Linked DNA regions of Mus musculus: regions 2, 3, 4 and 5 are each linked to region 1. Evidence: chromatin contacts called from public targeted proximity ligation data. All regions are on one chromosome and are shown on one strand. The core of a region is the stretch at or near the end of the contact, and the rest is flanking DNA. Distances in the headings are between cores, read along the strand shown.

Region 1 (5,835 bases), core at 2,445-4,944:
ATTTTTTCTTTTTTTTTTAAAGATTTATTTATTTATTATATGTAAGTACACTGTAGTTGTCTTCAGACACTCCAAAAGAGGGCATCAGATCTTGTTACAGATGGTTGTGAGACACCATGTGGTTGCTGGGATTTGAACTCTGGACCTTCAGAAGAGCAGTCGGGTGCTCTTACCCACTGAGCCATCTCACCAGCCCAATTTTTTTTTTTTTAAAGTATAGAATAGAGTTTATTCAGGGCATGGGAGGGGAGTTGAGAAGGTAGTAGACACAGAGAAAGGGGGGATGTGAGGAGAGAGAGAGAGAGAAAGAGGAAGAAGAAGAGGAAGAGGAAGAAGAGGGAGGAGGAGGAAGAGGAAGAAGAAGAAGAAGAAGAAGAGGAAGAAGAAGAAGAAGAAGAAGAAGCAGCCAATCATGAGCACGTGGAAAGAGAGGGGAGAGGGGAATAGGGCGTGGGGTGGGGAAGGGGTGAGAGGACAGAGTGGGAGCAAGAAGGCAAGAGTAAGAGATGACTTATTAATAATTATAAAAAGCCTAGGTCTTTAGCTTGGGCTATCTCCCAGCTAGCTTATCTAGCTTAATTTTACTAAAGAAACAAGATGTGCATGTAGTGGAAAGATCGAGTGAGGTACAGTGAGGAGGTAGCCATCTATAAGCCAAGGAAAAGGGTTTTGAGGAAACCAAAACACCAACCAACATCTTGATCTAACTTTTTTTTTTCGTTTTTCTTTTTTCTTTTTTCCAATTTTCTATTAGGTATTTTCTTCATTTACATTTCAAATGCTATCCAAAAAGTCCCCCCATACACACCCCACCCCCCGCCCCCTGCTCTCCTACCCTCCCACTCTCACTTCTTGGCCCTGGGGCATATAAAGTTTGCAAGACCAAGGGGCCTCTCTTCCCAATGATGGCCAACTAGGCCATCTTCTGCTACATAGCAGCTAGAGACACGAGCTACTGGTTAGTTCATATTGTTCTTTTTTTTTTTTTTTTGGTTTTTCGAGACAGGGTTTCTCTGTGTAGCACTGGCTGTCCTAGAACTCACTTTGTGGACCAGGCTGGCCTCGAGCTCAGAAATCCACCTGCCTCTGCCTCCCGAGTGCTGGGATTAAAGGCGTGCACCCCACCACGCCCCACTTTTTTTTTTTTAAAGGAATTTAAAACATCTATTTTGTGGTGTTTTGCTAAGGCAGCTCTCTGCAGGAATACAAGTGAACCCGTTTTGTCTTTGTAAGCTGGCTTCTCTTACTTAACATTATGCCCTCAGTAATCACCTATGTTGGGGCACAAGATAAGATTCCTTCTTTCCTGAAGCCTGAATGTTCTTCCTTGATATGCATTCATCACATTTCATAGTCATCCATTCATGGAACAATTGGATTGTTTATAACTCTTTGCTTTTGTGAGGATTGTATTATGAACACGATTGCAGAACGATTTGAGATCCTGGTTTCAAACTATTTGACTATATCTACCCAGAAGTAGAGAAGATGGTAGCTTTATGTTGAAATTTTTAATTAATTAATTTTTAATTAATTTTATGTTGGGTGTTTTGTCTGCACCATGTTTGTGCCTGCTGAGGGCCACAGATACCAGGATTGGTGCTATATGATTGTGCACCACCTTGTAGCTGCTGGGAATTGAACTCAGGTCCTAAGTAAAACAGTGCCCTGAACCACTAGACCATCTCTCCAGTCCCAATGTTTAGTTTTGTAAGGAACTACCAAGTGTTTCCTGTAATAATACACATTTTATGATCACATTAAGAGTGCCAAAACGATTCTAATTTGTCCATCTCACCAACATTTGTTGTTTGCTGTTTGTTTGCTTTTAGAACAGCCATCCTAATATGGTTTCTTTGTTAACTTCATTTCTCTAGTAATCAAGTGTTTTAAAAACAAGTTAGGCTGGGCTGTGGTGTTGTACGCCTTTAATCCCAGCACTTGGGAGGCAGAGGCAGACAGATTTCTGAGTTCAAGGCCAGCCTGGTCTACAGAGTGAGTTCCAGGACAGCCAGGGCTACACAGAGAAACCCTGTCTCGAAAAAGAAAAAAAGAAAAAAACAAAAACAGTTAGGGTTGAGGAGATAGATCAGTGAGTAAGTGATGCTGTATGATGTTGTTTAGATACACATATTGGGAGGAAATACATAAGCAGAAATCACTAAATAAAAAATTATAAAAATTGGGAATATATTTGGCAAGTCGATGAAATGAAGAAAAATGAGACAATCATAGTAGTAAGGTTCTAATCCTTAGGTATATTCATGAATAGTTATTTAGTAATAGGGATCAATTTAAATTTACACTAAGTAGTCTAAGAACATAATGGAATAAACATATAAGAAGGTACATTTACTAAAATGCTCAAGAAGTGTCCCTGCTTTTCTCCCACAGAAGTGAGTCAACGCTCCCTAACAAAAACTGGATTTCCTGAAAAACAGGTTAAGTAATTCACAGGGGAAATGCTTGTCAGCGTGCCAAAAGTCAGCACTTTCTTGCAAGCAAAATCTCTGTATTCCTTTCTTTCGGGTTCCTGAAACAAGATGTCACTACTACCTTAAACACAGCTAACATTCTTTCCAGGCTCCGCCCAACAGTTACCTGGCAACAGCCAGGTAGGCCTGGCTGTTTGTCCCCCTTCTCTCTCAGACTCTTCTCCTAACCCCTTTCTCCCTCTCTCCCATCCCCCCTCCCCCGTCTCTCTCCACGTGTTCCTGGCCGGCCTCTCTTCTTTTTCTCTCTTCCTCTGTCCTTCTCTGCCTCTACTCTCTTCTCTACTCCCCTTCCCATGCCCTAAATAAACTCGATTCTACACTACACCCGTATGGCTGGTACCTCAGGGGTAAGAAAGGGATGTTTCAGCATGGGCCTGCCCAGGAATCCTTCCCACCTTACCAGACCTGGCTCTACAAAACACATCCTTGTTGTTGTTGTTTTTTTTTTTTTAATAAAACACAATAAACACGAAAATGAATTGTGCACTTGTATTCTTTGATCAGAGAGAGAGAGAGAGAAACTTCGGAAAACTTTGATGTGTATGCTTTGTATCAGCACCTCGACCACATCCGGTGCAATGCTGATTTATGTATAGATCCTCGTCAGCGCTGAGCTAATAATTTACTATGGGAAGCGGAGCTAATCACAGCCACCCCACCCCCCAATTGTTGCTTTAGAATTGAGATGAACTTTCTTCGCTTTCTTGATTTATCTGGGGGCCGCTCATCCAAACTTCTCAGTAAGCGTAACGGATTCATTTCTGAGAAAACGCTTATAAGAAAAACAAAAGCAGATGCGGAGAGTTAAGGGAAGAGACACTGTAAAGAAGGCAGGAGGGGGAAGGGGTGAGAAATCTCCCAGGGGGAAGGTACGGAAGCAACACTGCAGAGATTTTCACGCTAAAACTTGCACAAGAAAATGCATAATCAGAACAAAACTTCCCAAGATTCGTCTTCGGTGTCTGAGCAATGAAACTCGTCTCGAGAAGTGTAGGCTTTAATAAAAGAAAAGGCAGCAAGACCTCTCGTTTTTAGCAGAGGCTCTGTAAAGATGGCGGTGGGCCGAAGCCCCTTCTCTTTCCGCAGCCAAAGGCTCTCCCTGCACATTTCCCACAAACCCCTCCGCGCGGCCCCGCTTGCCCAAACTGGCCCGGCCGGAGAGCAGCCACTGCGCACGCGCGAGCCGACGTCACGCGCGCTCCCAGGACCCGACCGAGCTGGCAGGAGTGGTCTCGGCCGCTTCCGCCGTCGCGTCGCTTCGGGGCTCGGCGAGCGGGTTCGCGCTGCCTCCACCGCGGTGGGGCAGCCGGGGCTCACGGAGCCGAGCCGGGGGCGCGCGGCGACGCGGCCATGGGACCGTGCCGACTCTGGTGACAGCGGGGAGCGGAGCGGCCCGGGCCCTGAGCGCGTCTCCTGCGGGGGGCCTCGCCCTCCTGCTCGCGGGGCCCGGGCTCCTGCTGCCTTTGCTGGCGCTGCTGCTGGCGGCGGCGGCGGCGGCCCGGATCATGTCTGGCCGCCGCTGCGCCGGCGGGGGCGCGGCCTGCGCGAGCGCCGGGGCCGAGGCCGTGGAGCCGTCCGCCCGCGAGCTGTTCGAGGCTTGCCGCAACGGGGACGTGGAGCGAGTCAAGAGGCTGGTGACGCCCGAGAAGGTGAACAGCCGCGACACGGCGGGCAGGAAGTCCACCCCGCTCCACTTCGCCGCAGGTAAACGCGGGCCCCGCGGCGCCTCCCGCACGCCCCACCTGCAGGCTCGGGCTTGCAGGCCGCAAGCCGCGCGGCGCTGCCCTGTCTCCGACCTTTCCCCAGGACTCTCACCCTGGCCGCCCGCCCTCCTCTCTCGGGGCTCGTGATGAGGGTGGGGTGAGCGTGCTCTCGGGAAGTTGTTTTTGAGGTTATGGGGTTTTTTGTTTGTTTGTTTGTTTGTTTGTGTGCTGGGAGGGGGGAAGCTTTGTTTTGTTTTACTGTATCAACAATACCTGCCCCGACTTCCGGTCTTATTACCCCGGAGGGCCTCTGCACACAAGAAAGGCTTAGTAGACCTTGTGATTTGAAAGAGTAATTATCTCCAAAAAATGGACCCATGTTTGCAAGTTTCATCGACACTCTTAGTAACCCCTTAAGTTCTAGCGGCCGTCATAAACTGAAATTTTAATTTAGGAGTTATTTTATTAGCTATTGGCTCATTAGAGTTAATTGGATTAGGTTTCTGGAGAGACTAAAACCGGAAATGGGCATGTTTGGGAGACCTGAGATCTACTTAGGTTGTGTGTGGGTGGCCTCTGCCTTACTCCCGCACAAGTCGGGATGGAAAGTGAGCTGAGAGACAAGATAGGACACGCACTTGAGCTTGGATCTAGGATTTTGAGTCATCCTGAGATTTATTGTAGATAGTTTGGAGTTACTTTTAACTACTGGGTTCTCTTTGTGGTACCAGCGTGTTGAAGTTTGCTTGTTGAGGTATTTATTTGAAAAGGCCAGGGATGGGAACCAACTTAATGATTATTCATGTTAAGGACAGTTTGTAACTTTTTAACCTCATAATCAAATAAGATCCTCTTAGCCTGGTAACATTTGATACAGTGTGCATCAGAATTGTTTAGCAGTTCTTTATATTTAAAAAAAAATTTTAGTTTCTTGTGTTCCTTAGGGGCAAAAATGGTAGACAAAAGAGTATAAAAAAAGATTTATTGTTTGTTTGTTTACAGGCATTGATTTTACAGTTCTTCCAATTGTAGGTCTGTTTGCTTTGACCTGTCCCTATTTTAAAATGTATGTACTGTCAGAAATCATGCCTCCTTAATTGATTGCCGGTTTGGGAGCAAGGGAAAAGTTTGGGAAAACCACAATTGGGCAGAAGAGAAATTTGCCTGTGGGCACTGAGAAGTGAGAGCATGAAGCCAAATCTCTGTTAGCAGTGTTGCCTTGCTTCAGCTAGTTTGAATTGTCTTGCTTGACCATTTAGCCAACCTATTTGGCAAATGGTCACAACCAAGTGCTAGATAATCCAAAGGGGTAATGTTACTTAGATTATGTACGCTTGATAAAAATAGCCAAGGTCGATCTTAGTTGCCACCTTTCAAGAATTTAATGTATTAGTGAGTTCATGTCTGAAAATAGTAGTATTTTGAGGTGCGGGTTGGGGACTTATGGTGTGACCTTGTTGCTCCCACACCATCCCACCCTCAGCTCTGCTCCAGTATGCCCCTCCCCCACCCACACGGATGGAATATAAGACCTTGCACATGCCAGACAAGTGTTCTGGCCTCTGAATGAGGTAGATTAGACCCTACCCCTGCCTCAACATATTAAGGAATATTTTACATGTATTTTATATTGTTTC
Region 2 (5,835 bases), core at 1,653-4,152, 410 kb after region 1:
AAAAATAATGGTTATAATAATAATAATGGAATTCATTAATTACCTTGAAAACCAAAAAGTTCAGAGGGTAGCTCACCACCGGCCCATGGCTCACAGCAGCCACTCTGTGGTGGCAGGTTTCTGTTTGTAGCTCCAAGCAATGGTCATCTGCTGATCTTCTGTCATTGATTTTGCATTTGGCCCTGTTAGAATTCATTCCATGACCTTCTAAAATGCCCCCTGGTTCTTAGGAAAGTCACCCCTTACCACCCTCAGATTCAGGCAAGAGGTCACACTGGGGAGAAGAAAAAAAATTATCCTAGGTGAGTGGGAGGTATACACCCATAATCCAAGCACTAGGTCAGCAGAGGCAAGAGGATGTCAAGTTCAAGGCCAGCATGGGCTATATATATACATAGTGAAATTTATCTCAAAGCAATAACAATATAACGTAATTCTGGGGCTGGAGAGATGGCTCAGAGGTTAAGAGCACCGACTGCTCTTCCAGAGGTCCTGAGAGTTCAATTCCCAGCAACCACATGGTGGCTCACAATGTGAGCCGGCCAGAGAGTGAGAGTACAAGAGAGCTGGCCCCACCTCTCATCGCCATGGAGTGGTGTAGGGGCAGGGGTGATGCCCTCCCTGCCCACCCCCCTCCACCTGCAGCAGTTGGGAGAGCTGACCCTGGGTCATGAGAGCTGGGGAGCTGGCCCTGCCCCTCACCAGCTGCAGCACACAGGAGAGTGGTCCCTGCACTTTGTCTGGACAGCAGAGTACAGCTGGCCCTGGTTGAGGCGACACAGGTGAGCCATCCGTGGGAGCAAGAGTGAGGGAGAGCTGGCCCAGTCACTCAACAGTCTGCAGTGCTTGAGAGAGTGGACCCTATCCCCCACCTTAACTGGGCAGCACAACGGAGCTGGCTCTGGAGGCTTGGGTATGGGTGAGCCAGCTGAGGGCAACATTGAGTGGCCTTGCCTGAGCAGTGCTGGAGAACTTCCCCTGGTGATGTGTGTGGGTGCGCGCGTACCCTGGCAAGGCGGGCAAACATAGGAAGGACATATCCATCTAGGAATCCACGTGGCTTGCTCATGGGCACACCCCTCTCCCAATAGTGCACTTGAGATTCTCACCCCATGAACCTGGCACACATGCCCCTCTTAGAACGACTTATTTAGCAACCTGCTGGTAAGCCGAGACGCAGCTTTCATCAGGCTCCACGTGAGTCTGCTTTAAACAATGGAAATGGGTTACTTCCCCTAGCAATCTCTCAATGATGGCTTGCTTCTTTCTTTCTTTCTTTCTTTCTTTCTTTCTTTCTTTCTTTCTTTTTTTAGATTTATTTGTCTATTTAATGTAAGTACACTTAATGCCTTCAGACACTCCAGAAGAGGGCGCCAGATATCCTTACGGATGGTTGTGAGCATCAGGCCTCATTATGGGTGGTTGTAAGTCACCATGTGGTTGCTGGGAATTGAACTCAGGACCTTCAGAAGAGCAGTGCTCTTAACCGCTGAGCCATCTCTCCAGACCGATGGCTTGTTTCTACTCAAACACATCCTGGAACACAATGGGGAACTGTGGGACTAATCCAGACTGGACTAGATTTAGGCACATGTTCAATGAGGGGAAGTGACCACCTGAACTATGACCCTTACAAACAAGAACCATGGGAAAAGAAGCCCTGAACCGTGATGTGGCAGTTGAACACTGTCTCTCCAGGGGTTTCTATCAATTGGGCATTGCTCATCTGTAGCATAGTTTCATTTGTGAACAAAGTTTCCTCAATACTTTTTCAAATCAATGAAGGCCTTTGTTCCAATTCCTTGGTTAAGAAGCCAAGAATCTAGAAAGACCTGTCCTGGGCCTAACCACCAGTAACACTGGGTCAAAACGAGGTGCCTAGCTAGCTACAGTTCACTCTACCTGCAGTGGCTCAGCTCCCCGTCACACCAGCACCAAGTCCCATTGGCTCATTCCTGATACTCCGTAGGCAAAAAGCTTTGGTGATTCTAGCCAATGGGCTATTTACATGGACTTAAAGTACCTTTCTCAAGATACTAACAAGTTGCCAAAGGAGCTGGGTATAGAGGGCCTCATGCCTGTAATCTCACAGTTGAAAGCCCGAGGCAGGGGAATCACAAGTTATAAGCCAGCCTGAAGAAAGTTGCAACGTAGCCTGAGATATAGTGAAACCCCATTTCAAAAGCAAAACAAAAACTGCAAAGAGGAAAATAGTGTTATTACCGTCGAAAATCTGCCAGATGCCACTTAACTAACTAACAACATGAGTCCTGTGGTACCAGTGTCACACACCTGAGATGACAGGGAAGTAGGCACAGCATCTAGTCTGTGGCATTTTGAAAAATATTTATCTATGTGTATATGTACATCTGTGTGTGTGTGTGTAGTGTGGGGGGGGGAGGGTGGGTATTTGTGTGTCCAAGGGGGCCAGAAGAGGGAGTGGGATCCATGGAGCTGGAGTAATGGCAGTTTTGAGCTGTGAGGAATGGTTGCTGGGAATCTTTCAGATTCCCTGAAAGAGCAGCTGGCACTTTTAATCACTGAGCAGTCTCTTCAGCCCCCTGTGGTTTTGTTTTTTTTTTTTCTGTAAATGTACAACCTGAATTTAATCACGAGGAAACATCATACAAATGCAAACTGAGAGACACTCTGCAAATTACAGGATGGCGCTCATTAGAAGTGTCAAGGTCATAAAGACCAAAGAGGGAAAAAATAAAAAATAAAAAGGAACTCTTCTAGACCAGAGAACATGAAGGGAACATAAAAACTAAATTCAGTGTATGATGTTGGGTTTGATCCCGAGCCAAAAAAAAAAAAACCAAACCCAGCATTAGTGAGATAATTGGAGGCATGTGAACAAGATCAATAAATTACTTAATAGCATTGTGTCAACACTGACTTCCTGTTTGGAGTGTTCTATGGCTCTGTCATGTTAACGTGGAGAAGCTGTAGAAAGGTCACACAGGACTCACCTTTACTGTTTGTGCAGGGTAATCTTTAAGCCTGATATTTTTTCAAAATTTAAACCCAACAAGCTAAAAGGAAAAGAAAAGAAAGTAATTTGTTGCTACTAAAATGATATCATGCCAGGCAGTGGTGGCGCACACCTTTAATCCCTGCACTTGGGAAGCAGAGGCAGGCGGATTTCTGCTCTAAGCCAGCCTGACCTACAGAGTGAATTCTAGGCCAGCCTGGCTTACACAGAGAAAGCCTATCTTGAAAAACTAACCAACCAACTAACCAAACAAAAACACAAAAGCCACCGCTGCTGCCACCACCACCACCACCAAATTTCTAAAATTATGTAAATATTTAGATAAGACAATGAAAAAGTTACGTGGAGTCTTGTGTTGCCTTCTGTGTAAGGTGACACGCACTGCACGGGCTTGGAGTCACATAGGGCTTGGAGTCACATAGGAAACAAAGACACGCAGGGAACTGAACTGACTGTACTCAGATAAGGTGCCAACCACCTAACACGTGGGATATTTATACCTTTCCAATTTCTTTGTGATATTTGATATGTTTAAGAGTTTTGTTTGTTTGTTTGTTTGTTTGTTTGATCGAGACAGGGCCTTCCAAGGCTGGACTGGGTGGCGCATAGAGATCTGCTTGCCTCTGCCTCCTGGGTGCTGGAATTACAGGGATAAGCTACTTACCACGCCAGGCTTGGGATGTGTGTGTGTCTGTCTGTGTATATATATTACATATATGGATATGGAGATATATATGGATAGATATAGATAAGCATGCATGTATCTCTAAAACACTACCTAACAACTATGAATCCTAGTACATGTCAAGAGGCCGAGATGGGAAGGGATGGAGCTGGCGGTCTGCCTGGGCCACATAGGTCCTCCTGGGCCACATAGTGAGACCTTGTTTCAAAAACAAAAACAAAACAAAAACAAGAAACCAAATAGTTGAGACAGCACATGCCTGAAGTCCCAGGTCCTCGAGGCAGAGGCAGAAGAATATATGCAGTTGGAGGTCAGTCCAGTCTACATAGCAAATTCCAGGCCTGGCAGAGGACTACATAGCAAGAAAAAAACAACCCCAAACCCCATATAAACAAACGAACCAACTTCACCCAATCAATGAGCTACCCAAATCCATCAGTCAATAAGCTACCCTAACTTGTCTTTTAACATTCCGATCAATCCTCATCATCAATACTCCCCAGAAACAGAGGTGTCCTTTCCGAGCCGTCCTCTCCTCAACCGCAGAAGACACGCCACTGTGGTTAGAAGTGACTTATTTTCATGGAAAACGAAAAGCCAGAGATAAAGAAAGAGGGTGGATAGCGTGACGATCTGAATTCAAACCCTACAACCTGCGGTGGGAGGAGGGACTCTGATCTTGAGAGTACCCTCTGACCTTCACTGCCGCACCTGAATTCATATACAAGTACACACTAATAAGGACAATAATAAACACATTCGAACATTTTTCTTAAAAAGAGACTAAGAAAGAGAAGTACAAAGGCCAAAAATATTGACTGATAATTAACTCAATTAATGAATTTTTTTAAAAAGATTTTAAGTGTATGGGTATTTTTTGACTGCAGCCATGTCTGTGCACCATGTGTGCAGTGCCCATGGTAGCCAGAAGGGGCAGTCAGATCCCCTGGAATTGGAGTTACAGATGGTTGTGAGCCTCTATGTGGGTGCTGGGAACCAAACCTGGGTCCTGTGGAAGAGCAGCCTGTGCCTTCAACTGCTGGACCATCTCTCTAGTCCCTAATTCAATTCTTTAAATCATTGATTTCTACACAAGATTCACAGATGCTTTAAAAACCATAACTGGGAAAAGTACCTGTTTACGGAGACAGTGTCCCTGGCTGGCCTGGAGCTCAATATGCCATATAGACCAGGGTGGCTCAGAAGCTCAGCCATCTTCTTTCCTTTGTCTTCCAAGTGCTGGGATCAAAGACATGCACCCCTATATCTGGTGAGGTTTTATTTTAAAGTAAGACCTCTCTGGCCCTAGACAATGTTCTGGGTGGGTCATGCTTTCGATTTTCATCTTGGCTCCTACATCTACTCTGCTAATTCTTAGCCTACCACACTCCCCTCTCTGCATAGGATCTTACACTGTAGCACAGGATGGCCTGGAACTTACTACGTGTCCCAGGCTGGCCTGAAATTCACAGCACCTTGTTTCAGACCATGAGTGCTTGATTATATGACCCCCCTACTCTGACCTAAGTTTGTTCTCTTGATAATCCCAGAGTTCTTAGAAGTGATGATGCTGTTTTTAATTAATATTGTATATTGCATTTCCTCAACTTTGTGCTCTATCCCTGATGCTCTGACTTCTGCTCAGTCGAGTCCACCTATGGCGTTCTCCATGGTTTGTTTGTTTTCTGAGTTTTTATTTTCCTCTTCTCTTTTTCCAAGTATCACTTTCTTGCTGAGTTTCACTTCCACGTTGTGAATAAAAAAATACAACAGAGCCGGGCGTGGTGGCGCACGCCTTTAATCCCAGCACTTGGGAGGCAGAGGCAGGCGGATTTCTGAGTTCGAGGCCAGCCTGGTCTACAAAGTGAGTTCCAGGACAGCCAGGGCTACACAGAGAAACCCTGTCTCGAAAAACAAAAAACAAAAACAAAAACAAAAACAAAAACAAAAAAAAGACCTGTAGCCAGCATTATACCAATGGGGGAAACAGAAAGAATTTTATTTAAAATCAGAGCAAAGCAAAGGTACCTATTCTCTACCACGTATATGTATGTATGTATATATGTGTGTATATATATATATATATATGTATATACATATATACATATATATATGCATGTGATATGTGTGTATATGTGGATATGTTATGTGGATA
Region 3 (5,835 bases), core at 1,693-4,192, 360 kb before region 1:
GGCATCCCAAGGCTGGCCTTTCAGTCCCCACCATGTGTTTGACATAATTTAACTCCTAACAACTCCTTTTCTTAAAAAATATCTGATGGGGTATGGGTTAGATAATGCATGATGTGGTATTGGTTAGATGTAAGTCGATTCTCTTTACACATGTCCAGTATTTCTGAATATAACAGAGCCATAATCCCGAATAGGGTTGATCTAGTACAGTGTTAACAGTCTGTCCTTTGTGGTTAGCATGTTCCTGACACACAGAAGGCTCTCAATAGCTATTCACAGTAGAGAGAAACAAAAGAGGCATGCCCACTTAGCTGCCCAGCCAGCCTGAACGTTGGATACTTCTCTAGTCTCCTCAAGTTGTTTACAGTTTACTAAACCATGGATATGGATGTGAGAGATGGCGGCGAGAGTTTTGTTTATTTGAAGTAGTTTATAACTTTATTAAACTCTGAGTCTTGCTTTTCTTGTCCAGTAAGAGCTGTCAACATCCGCTCCCTTCCAGGTAGCATTCTAGACTAAATGCAGACAGTGAAAACGTGTGAATCAATCTGTTTGTTGCTCTTCTTCCATCCAGGGATGAGATTCAGCCTAGAAACCTCTTGGTGATCAACCCCAGTGGGGCCGAGGAAGCTTCTCTTCTCCATGGTCCTTCCTTAAGTCTCAGAAATTCCCAAGTTTCCCCCAGAATTGTTCTTTTTCTTAAATTTTTTTGTTTTTTCTTGGTAACTTCATACATAATTACAATGTAGCTAGATCATATCTACATACACCCCTATCCAATACTTCAAACAGAAGAAGGAAAAAAACAACAAATTCTCCCTCCCCTCCCCCAGCAGCCATCACCTGCCAATGGCCAGGGATCACATTCCGCAGCCAGGGATGGGACCTCCTGAGCCCTTCCCTGATCCGACTGTCAGGCTCACTGGCTTGATCTTGATTGAGCATGCCTGGTGCTGCCAGTCCCAGCTGTGGTGAGTCCGTGAGTCCACAGTTCTGTCATAGCTAGAGGATATTCTTTCAAAACATTTTTTCTCCAGCCTCTGCCACTTGGAATCTCTCTCCTCTTCTGCAAGTGACATTGTTTGTCCCACTGGCTTGGTCATAAGTGCTGCACATTGTATACATTTGGACTAGAGTGTGACTTTGTTCCTCACTGAGCAGTGTCATGAACACTCGAGGACAGGACTACACACATGGTCACCCACAAGTAAACAGCTGAGAGGTGTTTCTTTCTCTTTTGAATCCAGAATTTAAAGGTAAAGAGGGGAAACCGGCAGAGAGTCTCTTTCCTTGGGACTAGGCAAAGAAGAGGAAAGCCGGGGAAATTCGGCACTTACCCACACAACGAGTGGAAGAAAGAGTATACTGGTCCTTTGGGAGAACATCCCTAGCAAGTAGAACCACCTGGGAACTCTTCCCGTCAAGATGTGTTAACTACACCTCGTCTCCTTGAATCTGGGCCTCTGTAAGTGACTCCGCTGCAAGTAAATCAAGGTAGCAGAAGCCATGAGACACGGGCTCTGGGACTGTCAGGCCACACAGCCTCTGCCATGTTCCCTCAGGTTACTTATTCTAGGGGAGCCTGCTCCTACTGCCATGCAAGAACCCTAGTGACCCTGGGACTTCTGTACCTCTGAAGCCATGCGCATGAGCTTCTGGCCAACAACAGCTCAACTGACTTTCCAGTCAACAGCCATTGCCAATTGCCAGCCACATACAGGAGCCAATGTGGATATCTGGTTCCATCAGCGAGCCACCATATGACTGCCGCCCCATGAGAGACACTGAGTCCTGCCAGACTGTTTCTAAATCTGACTCTCATGGTTTAATAATTAATTTCAACCACTAAATTTGGCAAGGACACACTGCGAATTAATAATAACATGGCCTGTTACCTCTGCAGGTTGGTATTCTACAAAGCCTATGAATTCTGCTTCTCTGTTCCCTAATCAGGGAATTGAGCCCTTTCTCAGTTTTCATAGCCAGAGTACAGAAGGACGGAGTAGCCCATCACTCCAACAAATTCTGGAGCCTGCACATGCATAGCCCACCAAGATGAAGGGGGCAAGTCCCTGCTTAATGAAGGCAAGAAAGACAAAACCTGCCTAAATCAAGAGCTGTAATTATCAGAGGCTTCAGCAAAGTGATGTTTCCTAGTTACTGAACAAAGACTTGGTTACTAGAAAGGTGCTGAAATTCTCCTCGGAAAGGAAATGAAGTGGGGGAAGAAAACCTTCACGGAAACATCTTGTGATTGAAGGCAGCTCCGCCCCCACACCGGGCTGCAATGCTGACTTCATCCCCTGCAACATCGCAGTGACTAATTTCTGACAATTACTCCAAACTTCTGAATATTCCCCCCAGCCAAGACAGCAGTAGGAAACCTTTCCATATGGCCAAATCTTTCCACAGTCGGTAGTGTTTACAGGATTCGTAAATTAGACCTTTCACTTGTATAAAGGGAGAGAATTGCGCATGGGACCGTTTTGTCCTCCCTCGCTTCGTTCCCTTCCATCTGAATCACGCCGCGTTCTTTGCGTGTGCCTGTCCTTGTCCAGCTGCAAAGTGGAGGCTTCTTGGAGTGTGCCCTTGTTGCGGACCCTGCTTTTTGCCATTCAACCCTCAGCACACTGGATTTGGCAGGAGCAGCTCGGACTGAGTGGCACTTTTTAAGAGATCTGTGCTATCATCACAGGTCATTTTTCTCCACAGCCTGGCATGCTAAACCAAGGGTACCCTGAAGCCAGGAGCTTCCATAACAGAGGTCTAATTCTCCGAGGAACTGCTAGTTGGCAGCTCCCTATGGCTGTTCCTGAAACTGGAAACTGTACTTGGGCACCATCACCACCCCTCCCCCCACCTGAGCAATCTTGTTGAGATGTGTTGGAAACTCGGAGGCGACAGTTTGAAAACTGTAGTCAGAGAAGCCACAAAGACATATCTACAGGTTACCACAGAGAGTAAAAGTTGGGTATGGAGACAAGTCTCCTTACACCCGTCCCACCCACACAACAACAAAAACACCTCAACTTTTTCTTGGTTTGCCTTTTTGGCATGAAATATTTCATTTCCAGAAAAAAAATTTTTTTTTCTAAAAACTGTTTGCAAACCCCTGCAGAGTAGAAAGAGGAGGAACTTTGGAGTCAAGGGGCCGCGGGCCTAAGCCCCATCCTTTACTAACTCTCACTGACTGTCTTCTCAATTCCTCTGTAAGATGAATGTAAGGATGCCAACTTCACAGGCACAGAGATCAAATGAGATGTAACCAAACTGCTGAGTGTGGTCTACTAGTTCAATAAATACCGAAATTCCGAGCTGTGAAGGGGCCAGTGTTTTGTCTCTTTGGAGGTAGGTTGTGTACACAGAAATGGGGTTCTTTGAGACATTTTTCACACAGTGCTATCCTTTCGGCTTGCTCCCATTGTCAGTGCTCCCCTCCCCCACACACTGTCTTCATTTCACCTTCCTCTTGCCCATCCCCCCACCTCCCAAAACATTCGCTGCCCTGCCCAGAGGATGAACACTTTCCATTATCCTTTCTTATTCCCCTCCCTCCCTATAAACCTAACCTTCCCCTCCTAGGCCCCTTTCCACCTGCATATCATATATACGATGCCCAAATTTAAACCGGATCCAAATTAAAGATCCAAACGTCAGATGGTCAATCATATGAGACCTAGAAAAGACTTCTTCCCATTCTGTAGACTGGCTCTTCACTCTGGACGGTTTCCTTTGCTGTCCAGGAGATTTTTAATTTCTTTCTTTTCTTTTCTTTCTTTTTTGTTTTTTGTTTTTTGTTTTTTGTTTTGGTTTGTTTGTTTGTTTTGTTGTTGTTGTTGTTGTTTCGAGACAGGGTTTCTCTGTGTAGCCCTGGCTGTCCTGGAACTCACTCTGTAGACCAGGCTGGCCTCGAACTCAGAAATCTGCCTGCCTCTGCCTCCCAAGTGCAGTGATTAAAGGCGTGTGCTACCACCACTGCCCGGCAAGAGATTTTTAATTTCAAGTGACCCCATTTATCAGTTCTGGGGATTATTTCCGGCTTAGGAGAATCCTTTTAGAAAGTTGTTGCTTGGGCTGGAGAGATGGCTCAGTGGTTAAGAGCACCAGACTGCTCTTCCAAAGGTCCTGAGTTCAAATCCCAGCAACCACATGGTGGCTCACAACCATCCATAAGGAGATCTGACTTCCTCTTCTGGAGTGTCTGAAGATAGCTACAGTGTACTTACATATAATAATAAATAAATCTAAAAAAAAAAAAAGTTGTTGCTTATGCCTAAACCTTCAAGTGTCCCCCCCCCCCCCCCGGCAGTTTCAGGGTCTTGGGTCTATAGTAAGATCGCCTATCCATCTTTCATTTGACTTTATGTGGGGAGGAGATAGAGATCTACTTTCACTTTTATGCATATCGGTCTCCCAGCACTGTTTGCTAAAGAAACCTTTTCCAAATGCACATTTTTAACATTTCTGTTAACGGTTCAGGGGCTGTAAGTATAGGGTGCTATTTTAGAGTCCTTTCTTCTATTCTTTTGCTCTACATGTCTGTTTTTGTGCCAGTACTAGTGTGTCTTTTGCTACTATAGATCTGTAGTATAGTTTGAGATCAGGTACTGTGGTGCCTTCAAGAATTCTCTTTCTGCTTAAGATGGCTTTGAGCATTTAGGCTCTTGTGTGCTTCCATGTGAATTTGAGGATTTTTTTTCCTAGTTCTGTAAAAAATATCATTGGATTTTAGTAAGATTGCTGGCTTCATGGTGTTAATTCTGCCAACCCATGAGCATGGGAAATCTTCCCATTTTCTAGTACTTTCTAGTGTCTTCTTCAATGTCTTTCTAGTGCCTTCTTCAATGTCTTTCTTCCGAGTTTTAAAGTTATCATTGTAAAAGTCTTTTACCTTCTTGGTTAGATTTGTTCCTGGACTGTTTGTTTGTAGTGATATTTTTTGTAGTGGATGGTATTACCTTTTAATAATTTCTTCCTCAACATTTTATTAATTAATATATAGCAAAGTTACTGATTTCCTTTTGTGTTGATTTTGTATCCTGCTATTTTCTTGAAGAGCTTATCAGAACTAAAAGTTTTCTGGTGGAATATTTAGGGCATTTCAACTGTAGGCTCCTGTCACCTGAAAATTAAGATAATTTGACTTTATTCCTATTTTTTAATAGTTAAATTCTTACCTGGTTTTGTATCAGGTGGTGCTATGAATGGGTTTCTATTTTATGGGACACTTTGAGGGGTGTCAGCATTGGGTCTTCTTTGAGGGAAGGTCTGGTAGGACACAACAGTAAATTCATTAAGTCCTGAACTAGTTTTTGCTATTAGACTTCATTACTGTTCCAATCGTGTTGGTTGTTTTGGATCTATTTACTTGTTTGCATCTTCTTGATTTAATTTGGTAGGTTGTATGTGTCTAGGAGTTTATCCATTTCTACTAAAAGTCCCAGTTTGCTTAGACTATGAATATTCAAAATATTTGCTAATCCCTCACATCCCATTAGAATCTATTATAACCTCCTTTTTCGCCTCCAATTTTATTAATTTGGGTTCTCTCAGATTGGCTGAAAATTGATGCTGTGTTGTTGTTTTTTTAAATCAAAGCACCAAGTCTTGAGTTGCAACTATGCAAAATTAATAAAAGGTCAGCATTATCTCTTCTCTTCTACTCGCATCCGAAATCCATTGTGAGAAAGATTCAAAATATCAAAAGATAAAACCCCCAAGGAGCTAGCTGTTTGCAGAACGAGACCTAGCTCCGTGCCAGTGGAGGGCTTTCAAATACTACATTCCAGAGTTAAATTTGTCTACCCACTATCACAGGTAAAAATTTGCTAGCTT
Region 4 (5,835 bases), core at 2,098-4,597, 340 kb after region 1:
AGGATTTTGCCAGGCTAAGGTGGGGGAACACCTTTAATCTCAATACTTGGGAGGCAGAGGGAGGTAGGTCTCTCAGTTAGAAGACAGCCTGGTCTATAAAACATTTCTAGGAAAGCCAGGGCTACACAGAGAAAACCTGTCTTGAAAAGCAAACAAACAAACAAACAAACAAACAAATTTTTGCCAGATATAATGGCACATGCCTTTAATCCCAGCACTTGGGATGCAGGAGGCAGAGTCAAGCAGATCTCTGAGTTTCACGGCAGCCTACTTTATGTACTGAGTTCAAGGACAGCCAGGAATATCTATGCAGAGAGACCCTGTTTCAAAAACAAAACAAAACACAACACAACAACAATAACATAACCCAGACTTTTCACAATGTTGGCCAAAGTATCCTCCTGCCTCAACCTCTTTTGACTGAATACAGGTATGCACCACTCAGTACAATGCTACTTAAAAGCCATAAAGGTCTAACTGGAGAGATGCAGTGGGTGAGAGCACTTACTATTCTTCCAGAATCCAGGTTCAATTCCCAACACCCACATCTGAAGGTTACTGAACATAATTCCAGCTTTAGGGAATCAGATGCCCTCATCTGGCCTAGGCAGGTACCTGCACATACACAGCACATACTCTCACAGACAAATACAAATAAATAATAATTTAAAAATCTAAAAAAAAAAAGACCCTAAAGAACTGTTTTAAATAAGAAATAGAAATGAGACACAGAGTACATATAATTTTTCTTGAAGCCAAACAAAAAATGTTTACTTTTAATCAAATGATTCAATCATTTTGCCCACTCAATAATATTTCCATCTATCACAACAACAAAAAAGTGCAAAGTACAATTATGTTTTGCCTTAGAAGCATCATTGGCAAAGGATTTGGCAAAGGATTTGTTGAGAAACACTAGCAATCCTCATGCTACTGGTGCTCCATACAAGGGATTGGTGAAGAGGGAGGGAGGGAGGGAGGGAGGGAGGGAGGGAAGGGGAGAGGGTGTATTTTCAAACATATGTAGAGGCCAGAGGTCAGTGGCATCGTCTTCCTCTATGAAAACTCAGGGTTTTTTAATGTGGATGCTTCAGACCAAAATTCAAGTCCACATATGTTTTTATGGCAAACACTTTAGCAACAAAGCTATATCTCAGACCCCTCTCCAAAATTTTGGATTATATTCTTTCCAACTTCTTCCTTCTCTTCCTCCTCTCCCCCTGGACTTTCTTTTTCTTTCCTGTTTTGTTTTGTTTTGTTTTGCTTTCTCAGACAGGGTTTCTCTGTGCAGCCCTAGCTGTCCTGGATTTCACTATGTAGATGATACTAGCCTTGCCTTAAAAAAGTCAGAGTTTGATGCCAGAGCCCACATAAAGGTGAAGGAGAGAATGGATTCCATAAGGTTTTCCTCTGATCACCAAACATGCACCAGGCATCCATCTCTCTCTCTCTCTCTCTCTCTCTCACACACACACACACACACACACACACACACAGACAGACACAGACACACACATTCACAAATCCTTTAAACATTAAAAAGGAATTTGGATTATCTTTTCTGAATGGGTTTGGATAGAAAGCCTCAGAATAAAAAGAGAAACTGTCAAGGCAGCAGCCCCTCCTTCCAAGTACCAACTACAGCAGAACCTGTCCTGCTCACCTCCCTCTGCCTACAGAACTAATCCCAGTCATGAAAATCAACTTTAGAATGGAAAGAAGCAAGATATGAAAGTGGTAGCAGGAGTCTGCAGCCCAGGAGGTGGAGGCAGGAGGCTCGGGAGTTGAAGGTCATCCTCAGCAATCAGCAGGAGCTCATCTAAAACTGTGCCTTACTATTCAAATGCCCTGTTCCTGGAGGACCCTTCTGAAAGCATGTGAGAGCCTTGCTCACTGCAGCCTCTACTTAGGACTAAGAGTGTGTTCAACATGAGCAGGAACTAGGTACCAGCCTGAGCACCACCCAGAAAAACCCAAACCCAAACAACAAAACTCTCCTAAACACAATTTAGAGCTTTCATGGGTCTCCTTCAACTGTTCAAAACAAAAATTCTGGCTCTAGCCCAGAGACATCCTTTCAATAATCCCATTTCCTTCGAAATGATACAACCCACCCCCCAAACATCGGAAAGGTAAAAACCAGCAAACTGACGGCTCCATCTGTGCCAGGTTGAGAGCCTTCAACCTCTGTCAAACTGCCAGGCTAGCGTCTGTCAGCGGGGGCCGAAGGATTCCTTTTCTTTCCTTTTTGAGACAAGATCTTGTAAGAAACACAGACCGAGCTGGAAGTCCCAATCTCATCGTCCAGCCTTGGTGGTGAACTACAAGCTGTAACCACCACACCCAGCCTTTCTCTTGTAGGGAAGCTTATGGCCAAATCACTTCACAGGCCCAGGGTAAGTGCCTATTAGACAGCAAAGGTTCCCAATGAACACACACACTCAGTTCCCCTTTCTGATCCAAAGGCCCAGGATCCTGTCTACTGCTGTGGCTACAGACCACATGAAAAAGCAACAGAAACAAGGACACTTTGTCCATTCAATCTTTTCGTCCGGGGCACTTCCTGGATTTTTCATTGGCATTTAATACCGAGGGACAAGACTCATTTTTCATTAAAGTTGCAAGACTTTCACTTTGCCCAGTTTCAAATGGTGTAATTGATCTGCATTGTCTTAAATAACCCAACTGGTGAAGGACACTGCAGCTTTAAATATTTCAGTGCTAGTTAGCAAATAGACTCCATTGCAATATGGCTCTGAAGGTCGTGTCCTATTGTCTCTCTCCTCTGGGGGAAAAATTTTTTTTAAACCTTCTTTTAAGTAACATGGGACTAGTTCTCCCTAAAATTTCCACTCTTTCCACTTCGATCCCTTATAGTTCCGGGTATTCATTGGATTCTCACACTCGTAATTTTCCTGCCAGGGCAATATGCTGATTATTAATGATTCCAGCACCTTAGACATAAACACATGGGTTCACATTAGTTTAGTTGGGCATAGGCAACTATTTGAAATAGCACCACTCAAAGGCTGTTAACAAACCAGGGTGATTTGGGCGTGAATGGCTTTTGGTCCGCACCTTGAGCCTAGTATTGCGTAACCTGAAAATGTGTAGCTACTTAAAATGATAGGAATCTCAGCCTACTCCTCCTGGGACTACTCCCGCACCTGACTATACACTTGCGGCTTAATTTGTCAAAGAAGGCCAAAATAAAAAGCACAAGCACAGTGAAGGAGGAAATGAACTGGGGGAAAAAAGCCCTTTCCTACCCTCAAGCAGTCACAATGTCCACTCAACTTCGCCCCCACCCCCACCCAGATTGGATGGAATGGACCCGGTGAACCAGAGGATTTGGAGGGTGCTGGAATTTGCTGTGCCTTCTAAATAACAGCGAGTGGACCAATTAAAATAACTAGGAAGAGGGGAGAAACATGCGAGAAGAAGGAGTGTGCAAGAGCACAGGGACTTTACCTGAAAAGGCAACAGATTGTTACCATTATCGGTCCGGAAAGCGTTATCCTCCATCCAGGACTTGGAGGTGAGCGGGGCTGCACGAGGGAACTTGGGTGGAGCGATCACATTGCTGGAGAAGGGCTTTTTGAGCGGCGAGATGGGGTTAAGCGGGGAGGGTACCCCCACACCTACACCCACGCCCACGCCGACCGCGCGGCGAGGGTCTCGGCCCGCCTGCAGGCCACCCCACGGGTTGGACGGAGCACTCCAGGCGGCGTTCACGCTCTGGTGCGTGTTCCAGCTGGACGAGGCCGAAGAGGCAGCGGCCGCGGCCGCAGCAGCCGCGACCGCCGAGGATGAGGACGGCTTGCTGGTCATGATGGGCTGGTGGCCGTAGGCAGCGGCGCTCCTCTGCGCATAGGGCGCCTGGCTGGGGCTGGCGGGCGAGCGGCGTTGCTGCGAGGGCTGCGCCTGCGGGGGCTGCGCGGGCTGCGGCGGCTGCGGCGCGGGCGGTGGAGGCTGCTGATGGTGCTGGGTCTGCGCCAGGCCGATCTGCGGCGAGAAGGTGCCTCCGAAGACCGGGTTGACGTGGTGCGGGAAGTTTTGGAAGAGCATGGTCCCGTTGACTGGGGTGATCCCCTGGAAGAAGCTGTCCTCCACCGCGTTTGTAGTGCCTGTGGACCAGGTGCTGCCGAAGGACGGCGACAGCGACGCTCCGGGCGCCGTGGGCTCCTGCGGCGGCGGCGGCTGCTGAGGGGGCTGATGGAAACTCAAGCCCGGCAGGAGCGGCGACTCCATCTGCATCTTGTCGGGGCCGTTGGGGGCTGGCGGAGCCGAGGCGGGGCTGAGGGCCGGCACTGCGCTACTGTCTTCGGGCTTGGGGATCTCTGAGGAGAGGGGCGTGGACGGGGCTTCAGCTGCGCCGGGCTCGGGCTGGAGCTGTTGCTGCTGCTGCTGCTGCTGCCGCTGCTGCTGCTGAGACTGGGGCTGGGTTTTGCTTTTGTCCATCAGTAAATCATCCTGCATGGTTTGCGCAGCTGAAACGGGAAGAAAGAGAGATGCGTTATTGTCAGTGTGATCATGAATGCCCCTCACTGAAGCGGGCGGGTGTTTTACTTGCGAAAATCCAGTGCCACCGCCACTAGCCAATTGCAATGCAAATCCATAATCTCGCATTTAGAAGAACAAGTCGGGCTGGGAGGGGGGTGGGGGGAGCTGGAGGGATCGAGCAAGGTCTCTAAAAATACTGTGAGAGCGTCTTCACCCTTTCTGACGTCTCGGCCCCTTTTCTGTGTTAGTGAGAGATGTGCTTATAAGACAGAAAGACAGCAATTTCGCCACGTCTCTTTTCCCTTCACCGGAACTCAGAGCGTTCACCCTGCAATGAGAAACTGATTCTGGTTCCTGTTTTTTCCCAAGCACCACCCTCCCCCAGTTATTTGCATACGTCAATAAATAGTGCTGCGTCCTTCAGCAAGGTTAAAAAGACTTGGTACACGACCCTCTTTCCCCCTTCCCCAGCTGGAGCACTTAGAAACCATTTTTTAAGCCGACTTAGCCCTCTTGATTAGCAAACTGCCTTCTTGCCTCGGATGATTGTTTCATTTGGCTGCAGCGAACCTCGAGAGACAAAATCTTTGGCATTTGTTGGAAGAACTCAGCTGCACAATCATTCTCTGGCCTCTCCGTAGCGGCAGCTACTCCATTTTGTTAGGAGACGTTTTAATATAAAAGAAACCTCAGTTTTTAGAAAAATGAAAATCGCCGGGCGTGGTGGCGCATGCTTGAAATCCTAGTACTCTGAGGGAGAGGCAGAAGGATCAAAAATTCAAGGTCAGGCTTAACTATTTAGCCAGTTCGAGTCCAGCCTGGTATATAAGAAACCTGACTTTAAAAAAAGAAAGAAAGAAAAGAAAAGAAGTAAAAGAAAAGAAAAAAACCTACTGAAACGTTTAGAAGTGTTTGCTTCTTATTACTCTAAGGATTGTGGGTTTTCTGCTTATTCTCCGATTTTCTCCTCTCCAGTTCTGCCGCCCAAGTGATTTACTGGCTTCTTGGCATTTCAGGTCTCTACGGGAGCCTGAGAAATTCTCTGCAGAGTGGAGAAATGCTTCTGCTTGGATTTGAGGTCAGAGGGAGGAAGGTGGGGAGTGAGGAGGGGAGGGGAGGGAGTCTGTGAGATGGAGAGGGGGCGGGACTTTAAAAATGCATCTGAGATTTAAGTAGACAGTCAAGATAATTCTGGGGTTGCCAGATTTTCATTTTTGAATCCTCCTGCTGCTGCCTCGGTCACAAGACTGGCAAATTTAGAATCCATTCTTTTATCACTAGTATTAGCAATGAAAGACTATGGTTTGACGACCCTGAATTACCATATGCTAG
Region 5 (5,835 bases), core at 1,892-4,391, 300 kb before region 1:
ATTTTCTTCTGAGTGCCTTTTAACTCTCATGCTTAAGCCTGTATCTAAATATCTTTAATAAAATGTCCAACTTTGCTTCACTATACCAGCAAGTCCTGAAGTTCCCAGTTCATTTCAGCCTTTATTGAGGTCCTTAAAAGCTGAGGGGAACTTCTTAGCCTAGCGAGGCAAGAGCATCATGAACTGTTTCTGTCCTACTGACCTAGCAAACCACATGGGCCCCACAACCTGAATGACACAGGTTGCAGATCGGGTGTCCAAACATATCAGCCTGGGGAGCATATTTCAAACACCCAGCTACCACAAATTGGTAGGTTCATTATTTCCTTTTTTTTTTTTTTTTTTTTTTTTTGATTTTTCGAGACAGGGTTTCTCTGTATAGCCCTGGCTGTCCTGGAACTCACTTTGTAGACCAGGCTGGCCTCAAACTCAGAAATTCACCTGCCTCTGCCTCCTGAGTGCTGGGATTAAAGGCGTGCACCACCATGCCCAGCTCATTATTTCCATTTTTAAGACTAAAAAATATATAAGTACATCAATAATTATGTTTACTAGTGACTATAATTTATAATCTTTTAAAATGCACTAGCAGCAGCTTAGCTGGCTTGCCCCCAATGGGAAATATACAGAATCCACTTTGGTAACTGTTGTCAACAGGATAAAGCTCTGGGATTTAGCACGGCATAGGGGAGGACCCATCAGGATGGCCTCTGTCCACACTCCAGCCACATCTCGTGTCACTTGTCCCCTGGCTCAGCTGTTCTTCCTGCTCCTCTGTTTCATCTCTTATGCAACAGACTGCCACATGTCCTATACCTACATCTACCCCTACATCTCCTAAAAGAAATCTCTCCTCTGTGTGGCCACACTGATTTTCTCAGACTGACCCCAGCCATGTCTAAGGACTGAAGGGCAGTATTAAAACCACCCAAACCAGCTCTTTGAGGAGAGTCTGGTAAGCGAGCACAGCTGAGCCTCTTCCTTTGACTGAAGATCTTTCTGTAGCTCTCTGCAGTGAGGGGGAGACTTCAGCATGAGGCATAGGAGAAAGTGATTGAGAGGCAGGTCCAGCCTGTGCCTGGCTCTCCCTATGCCATAACTGGTGGTCTTTCTGAAACCTAGGCTGGTTGCTCTGTGGGGAGAAAGAAGCAGAAGTTCTTGTCAGGAGTTGGGGGGGGGGGGGGGCGAGCAATGGCAGAAACAGTGCTGAAGAAAAAGCTAAGTCAAAAATAAGGCCAGGCCGGGGAGTTCACAACTTCCTGGAGAAGTCTGCTAGAAGCCTGTTTCAAGTAGGTCGCAGAAGCAGAGCTTCAGTGTGATCCTAGAGGGAAACTAAGCAACTTGTACCCTTTTGGAGACGGGGAACAAAGAGAGGCTCAGGAGGTCATGCTGTCTGCCAGGCAGGGTTACAATGTATGGTCATTTGAGTGAGCAATGTCTCTGACAGGCTCAGGTGTTTGAACAGTTGGTCCCCAGTTGGTGGCGCTGTTGTGGGAGAGGCTACAGCCCTGATGGAGAAATACATTGCTAAGGGTGGGCTTTAAGACTTGAAAAGTCTCACTCCACCTGCAGTCCTGCCTCTGGAATGTGTAGAATTATGTGACCTCCCTGCTTCCTGACCCTGCTGCCGTGCCTGGCCTGATGGACACTTATTCCTCAGAACTATACGCCAAAATAAACTACTTTTCTTTAAGTTGGTTCTGTCCTAGTGTTTCTTCATAGTAACAGAAAAGTAACTGACAGAACTTGTTGAAGAATTACCCAAGCTCTTATCTCTCTCTTCCTCTGGACTGGTTCATTGGCCCCTAACTCTACCTCTATCTCCATGCAGAAACCCCAATGGGCAGGGCCTTCCTCACATCCTCCAGCTGCCAGGTCTAGGTCTGAGCTCTAATGGAAAGCTGGGAAGTCCTATTATCCGTCAAAAGACTGACCAGAGAGCATTAAACAAAGCCAACACTTAGCTTCCCACTTCCCCTCTTACACTGACAATTTAATAGGCACAAGTTCCCAAACTGGGAAAGAGACAAATGATTTGCTTTTCAGACCTCGGATCATAAATACAATCAGACAAACCTAGTTAAATAAATGTGCTCCGCTCAATGACTGCAAAGAAACTGAGTGATTATCATGCAACTGTATTTAGGGTCCATAAATTCCGTGCAGACTTCTTAAAAACTGCCGATTCCAGGAAATCTCTTAAGACATTGATTCTGGCAAGCCTGGATAGCACCTTGATGGTATATGGACACTTCAGATTCCCCCAGTGAATGTGGATGCAGGTAGTTTCAGTGGCCTAGACAAATAAAAGGAGGAAAGTTTAAGCTGCAAAGGCTGCTGGAGTCATTTAAACACTGTATGTAGGGGAAGTGTCTTTGCGTAGGTTGCCTCTATGCTATGAGTTATGCGGCAGGCCACCTGTGTTCCGGTTGTGGGCTCATCTGCACCCTTGGGCCATCATTTGACTTCTCTCCTGGCTGGCCAGCAAGGTGGTGACTCTGAACTCTGCAGTGGACCCCTGCGTTTCTCATTATGAGATGCGATCCGTAACTTGGCTCATCCTCTCATTTCGGTGGCTTTGGCTACCGTGTGCCTCCGCGGAAAGGCAGAGTTTCTCTCTGGATGCAGACAGAGCCGAGCTGATCAATCTCATGCAATGACAGGTCCAGAAGAACGTTCAGAACAGCGACTTCCTGCTCAAACCATCTGCTCTAGTCCTAACCGCAGCTCTGCTTCCCAGGGCTCCACCCCCGCCTGCCCTTTGTTCTTAACTCCCAAGGCCACCCACACTGTCACCTCTTTCCCAGGGTCCTGGGAGCCCCTCCCTTGTACGGAAGGGGTTTTTTGTTCCCTTCCACCTCTTAGTATTTTAAATTGCTCTGTGCCTAGATCTCTGATCTCAGCCCTTCTCCTCCTTAGTTTCCGGTCTAGGTTGTCAATCACTCCATTCCATCTGCTTTTCTTTATTTCTTTCCTAGCCTGGAATAGAAGAATTTCCAAGAGTTTCCAGTCCCTGCTGGTGGATGAAGGTCTGGTTTGACAAAAGACCCCTTTCTAGTCCTTACTTACTGCGTGCCTGATCCGAGAGTGGACTTGGGTGTGTGCCATGCCCCAGGGAAAGGAAAGAGAGAGGGATAAAAAGCCTCATCCTGCCAACGGGACTAATGCCAGATCCTTCTCTGTTCGAGTCACCGGCAGTGAATGTCACTCTGTGCGGTGTCTTGGCAGCCAACTGGTTTTCCAGGGCGATACCCCTGTGAATCGCCTGAACTCCATTCACAGCATTCAAGGAAAAGTACAGAAGAAAAGCTAAACTAGATTAGACCAATCTTCCTCCTGGAGCAATGGAGCTCTTAACAGCAGCCATGACTGGCAGTTGCCCTTTGAGCTATTTACCTCATTAGATTAGGGGCAGCCGCAAACAGCTTCTTTTCTTTAGTAACTCAGCACTTAAGTTTCTCTTTTATTCCCACCACCATTACGTCCTGCCAATTTCTGCTGCCTCCTTCATTGTTCTTGCCTTCATTATCTCTCACATCCCAGCTCCTGGCAGGGTCTGATTTCTGTTTCAAGTCTCCCCTCACCTCTACTAGAGCAATCTCATAGATTCCTATAGCCTAACCAACATCATCTAAGACTCCATCTCTACTCAGGCCCTCCTCAGGCCAGTGTCCCAAGACCATCTGCATAGCTCCAACCTTTATCCTCTCATTTCCTTCACCAGCCTTGTACTGTTAGGGTTTTGGGAAGAGAGAAAAGAAAGAAAAAAAAAGTCTGAAAATAATCATTGCTAACACAATATTTTCTGAATAATTTAGGCATGAAGTCAATTGAATTCACAGGTGCGGATGCTCCGTAGACAAAAGCCGAGTGCATTTAAGGTAATTTAATGCTGGGACTCTCTTAGCTTGTGTACCTATAACCTGCACATAGGTCTGATGTATATTAACCCGTTTGGTCTCTTGGATGTATATAATTTAGGTTTTTAATGAAGCTAAAAAAAAAAATCCATTGAGTGCAGGTGGGTCTGCCACAGTTGCTTAAATAAATATTTATTTAACTGGCTGGCTCATTTCCTCCGGCCTGATCATTAATTATATTCATGTTAGAGCCTATTATACTTCTGTGTGAAGCTTTCTGATTGTCTCATGAGCACATTGTGCTGTTCTCAGAGGGCTATCAATTCTCTGGGGGGGGGGGGGTGTCAAAGCATTTGCTCTTTGCCACCCGAGGTTCAGTCTAATCCTCTCTAGCACAGATGAGTGGGCAGGGAGAGTGACGCTTTGGTTATGGCAGAGAGGGGTGGGGGTCTTTTGATGATGTTTCTCTAGCCAGTTGCTAAGCAGAAGGAAAGCAATCCCATCAAGCGAATGGCAGTCCACCTGGAAAGATGTGTTTGGTAGGAGGCAGGAGGGAGAATTAAAACGAGGCCAAGGGAAGTAGGAAGACCTACTCACACGGTGTGTAGTTACTTATTCCTTTAGAGCGTTTCTTTTTCATCCCTGCAAAGGCAGGGTCTGAAACCACCCGGGATGACTGACAGATATATATTACCACCCCCGTTGACTGTGTTGTTCTGTGAGAGGAAGACTCGGGAGAAAGGAAAGAGAGAAGTGGCAAGTAGAAACGGTGGTGTCTGGTCAGCAATAATCATGGTTGTGGTGCTGGGTTTGTTGGTTTGTTTGTTTGTTTGTTTAAGATTTATTTATTGTATAGGAGTACAGTGTAGCTGTCTTCAGACACACCAGAAGAGGGCATCAGATCCCATTACAGATGGTTGTGAGCCACCATGTGGTTGTCAGGAATTGAATTTAGGACCTCTGGAAGAGCAGTCAGTGCTCTTAACACTGAGTGATCCCTCCAGCTCCGGTGGTGCTGGTTGATTTAAGCCTAAACTCTGTCCGAGTTTCTGTGGGATAGAACTGTTTGTCTCTAACGCCAATATAAATGTATTCCTTGGCTTTGAAAAGAAATATACAAATAACTCTCAATGTGGTCAATCCATCTTAATTTCTGGGAAGCAAAAGAACAGAGGGAGGGAAGGAGGAGAGTGGAGGAGGGAGAGGGAGAGAAAAAGTGATTCAGTGTGTATGTGTAAGAGAGAGAGAGAGAGAGAGAGCGTGTGTGTGTGTGTGTGTGTGTGTGTGTGTGTGTGCGCGCGTTCTTTCTCAAGTCCCTTGGATGGTGCTGACACCATTGTTACTTCTTGAGAATAGACCTTTCCTAAGTCACCCACTCATGTTTTGAAACTTGCCAGGATTTGAAATAATTTGATGAGTTTTCAGGGCTAAAATTATCCTTGGAGGAAAAGTCCTACACACCACATATTCATACATACCCCGGAGAAGAGTCTAAAAATGCATTGTTTCATCATCCGTGCTGGTAGTCAGGGCTGGATAATTCATCTCTGCTCAATTAGGGAGCAGAAATCTGTATGCACCTCTCAACACGTCTGTCTCCATAGCCGCTCTGCCTGGAAACCACATCGGACACGATGTGTGTCCTCTCCCGCACTGCTGCGTACTGGTATATGGAGTGTCCTTTTCAGCTAAGAAAAAGGGAGACCTCCTCATCTGCTGCAGAGCTGGCTTGCCCAGAGGGGAAACCTGGGAGGAGAGAACGTGTTATACATCACAGTGTACCCTAAAGTTGTTTAGCAACCAACAAACAAGATGTTAAGTTTCCCACTTTAAAAAGTGGGGATTTGACTGGGCCTGGATTTATTCCTTTAAACCCAGCAAGGCAGCGGCAAGTGGACCTCTGTGACTTTGAGGCCAACCTGGAATACATTGCAAGTTCCAGGCCATTCAGGGATACACAGTAAGATTGCCTCGA

The links.
Region 2: a contact with region 1 is called in a targeted proximity ligation map of pancreatic cancer cells. A contact is called at or near these places in 5 of 39 promoter capture datasets (the C10 cell line, cranial neural crest, hematopoietic stem and progenitor cells and 2 more) and 8 of 130 datasets of targeted methods (craniofacial prominence, embryonic limb bud, embryonic stem cells and 4 more).
Region 3: a targeted proximity ligation map of the SCID.adh cell line shows a contact between it and region 1, with 14 read pairs. A contact is called at or near these places in 2 of 484 Hi-C or Micro-C datasets (the G1E-ER4 cell line and Th17 cells), 4 of 130 datasets of targeted methods (the SCID.adh cell line, T-cell acute lymphoblastic leukemia, bone marrow-derived macrophages and 1 more) and 1 of 9 other capture datasets (pancreatic islet).
Region 4: a targeted proximity ligation map of embryonic stem cells shows a contact between it and region 1, with 4 times the contacts expected there. A contact is called at or near these places in 2 of 130 datasets of targeted methods (the NIH/3T3 cell line and embryonic stem cells) and 2 of 9 other capture datasets (adipose tissue and pancreatic islet).
Region 5: a targeted proximity ligation map of effector CD8 T cells shows a contact between it and region 1, with 9 read pairs. A contact is called at or near these places in 7 of 130 datasets of targeted methods (T-cell acute lymphoblastic leukemia, effector CD8 T cells, embryonic forebrain and 3 more).

Annotation. Positions count from the first base shown.
Region 1 is chr19:36,830,538-36,836,372 of GRCm38.p6, forward strand. It overlaps Tnks2 (tankyrase, TRF1-interacting ankyrin-related ADP-ribose polymerase 2), which reads left to right and starts at 3,695. Exons shown (of 27, transcript NM_001163635.1): 1 at 3,695-4,199. The coding sequence starts at 4,001.
Region 2 is chr19:37,240,014-37,245,848 of GRCm38.p6, forward strand. No RefSeq gene overlaps it. Among named protein-coding and RNA genes, the nearest start is that of Gm25268, 9.4 kb to the left of the region's middle.
Region 3 is chr19:36,475,054-36,480,888 of GRCm38.p6, forward strand. No RefSeq gene overlaps it. Among named protein-coding and RNA genes, the nearest start is that of Gm32143, 61 kb to the right of the region's middle.
Region 4 is chr19:37,170,496-37,176,330 of GRCm38.p6, forward strand. A330032B11Rik (RIKEN cDNA A330032B11 gene) reads left to right here and starts at 3,348. Exons shown (of 3, transcript NR_045329.1): 1 at 3,348-3,538; 2 at 5,520-5,581. Cpeb3 (cytoplasmic polyadenylation element binding protein 3) reads right to left here. Exons shown (of 11, transcript NM_001290827.1): 2 at 3,472-4,490. The coding sequence starts at 4,479.
Region 5 is chr19:36,531,805-36,537,639 of GRCm38.p6, forward strand. Gm32143 (a long non-coding RNA gene) reads right to left here. Exons shown (of 3, transcript XR_386676.3): 2 at 5,339-5,606; 3 at 2,119-2,296. Among named protein-coding and RNA genes, the nearest start is that of Gm32143, 4.1 kb to the right of the region's middle.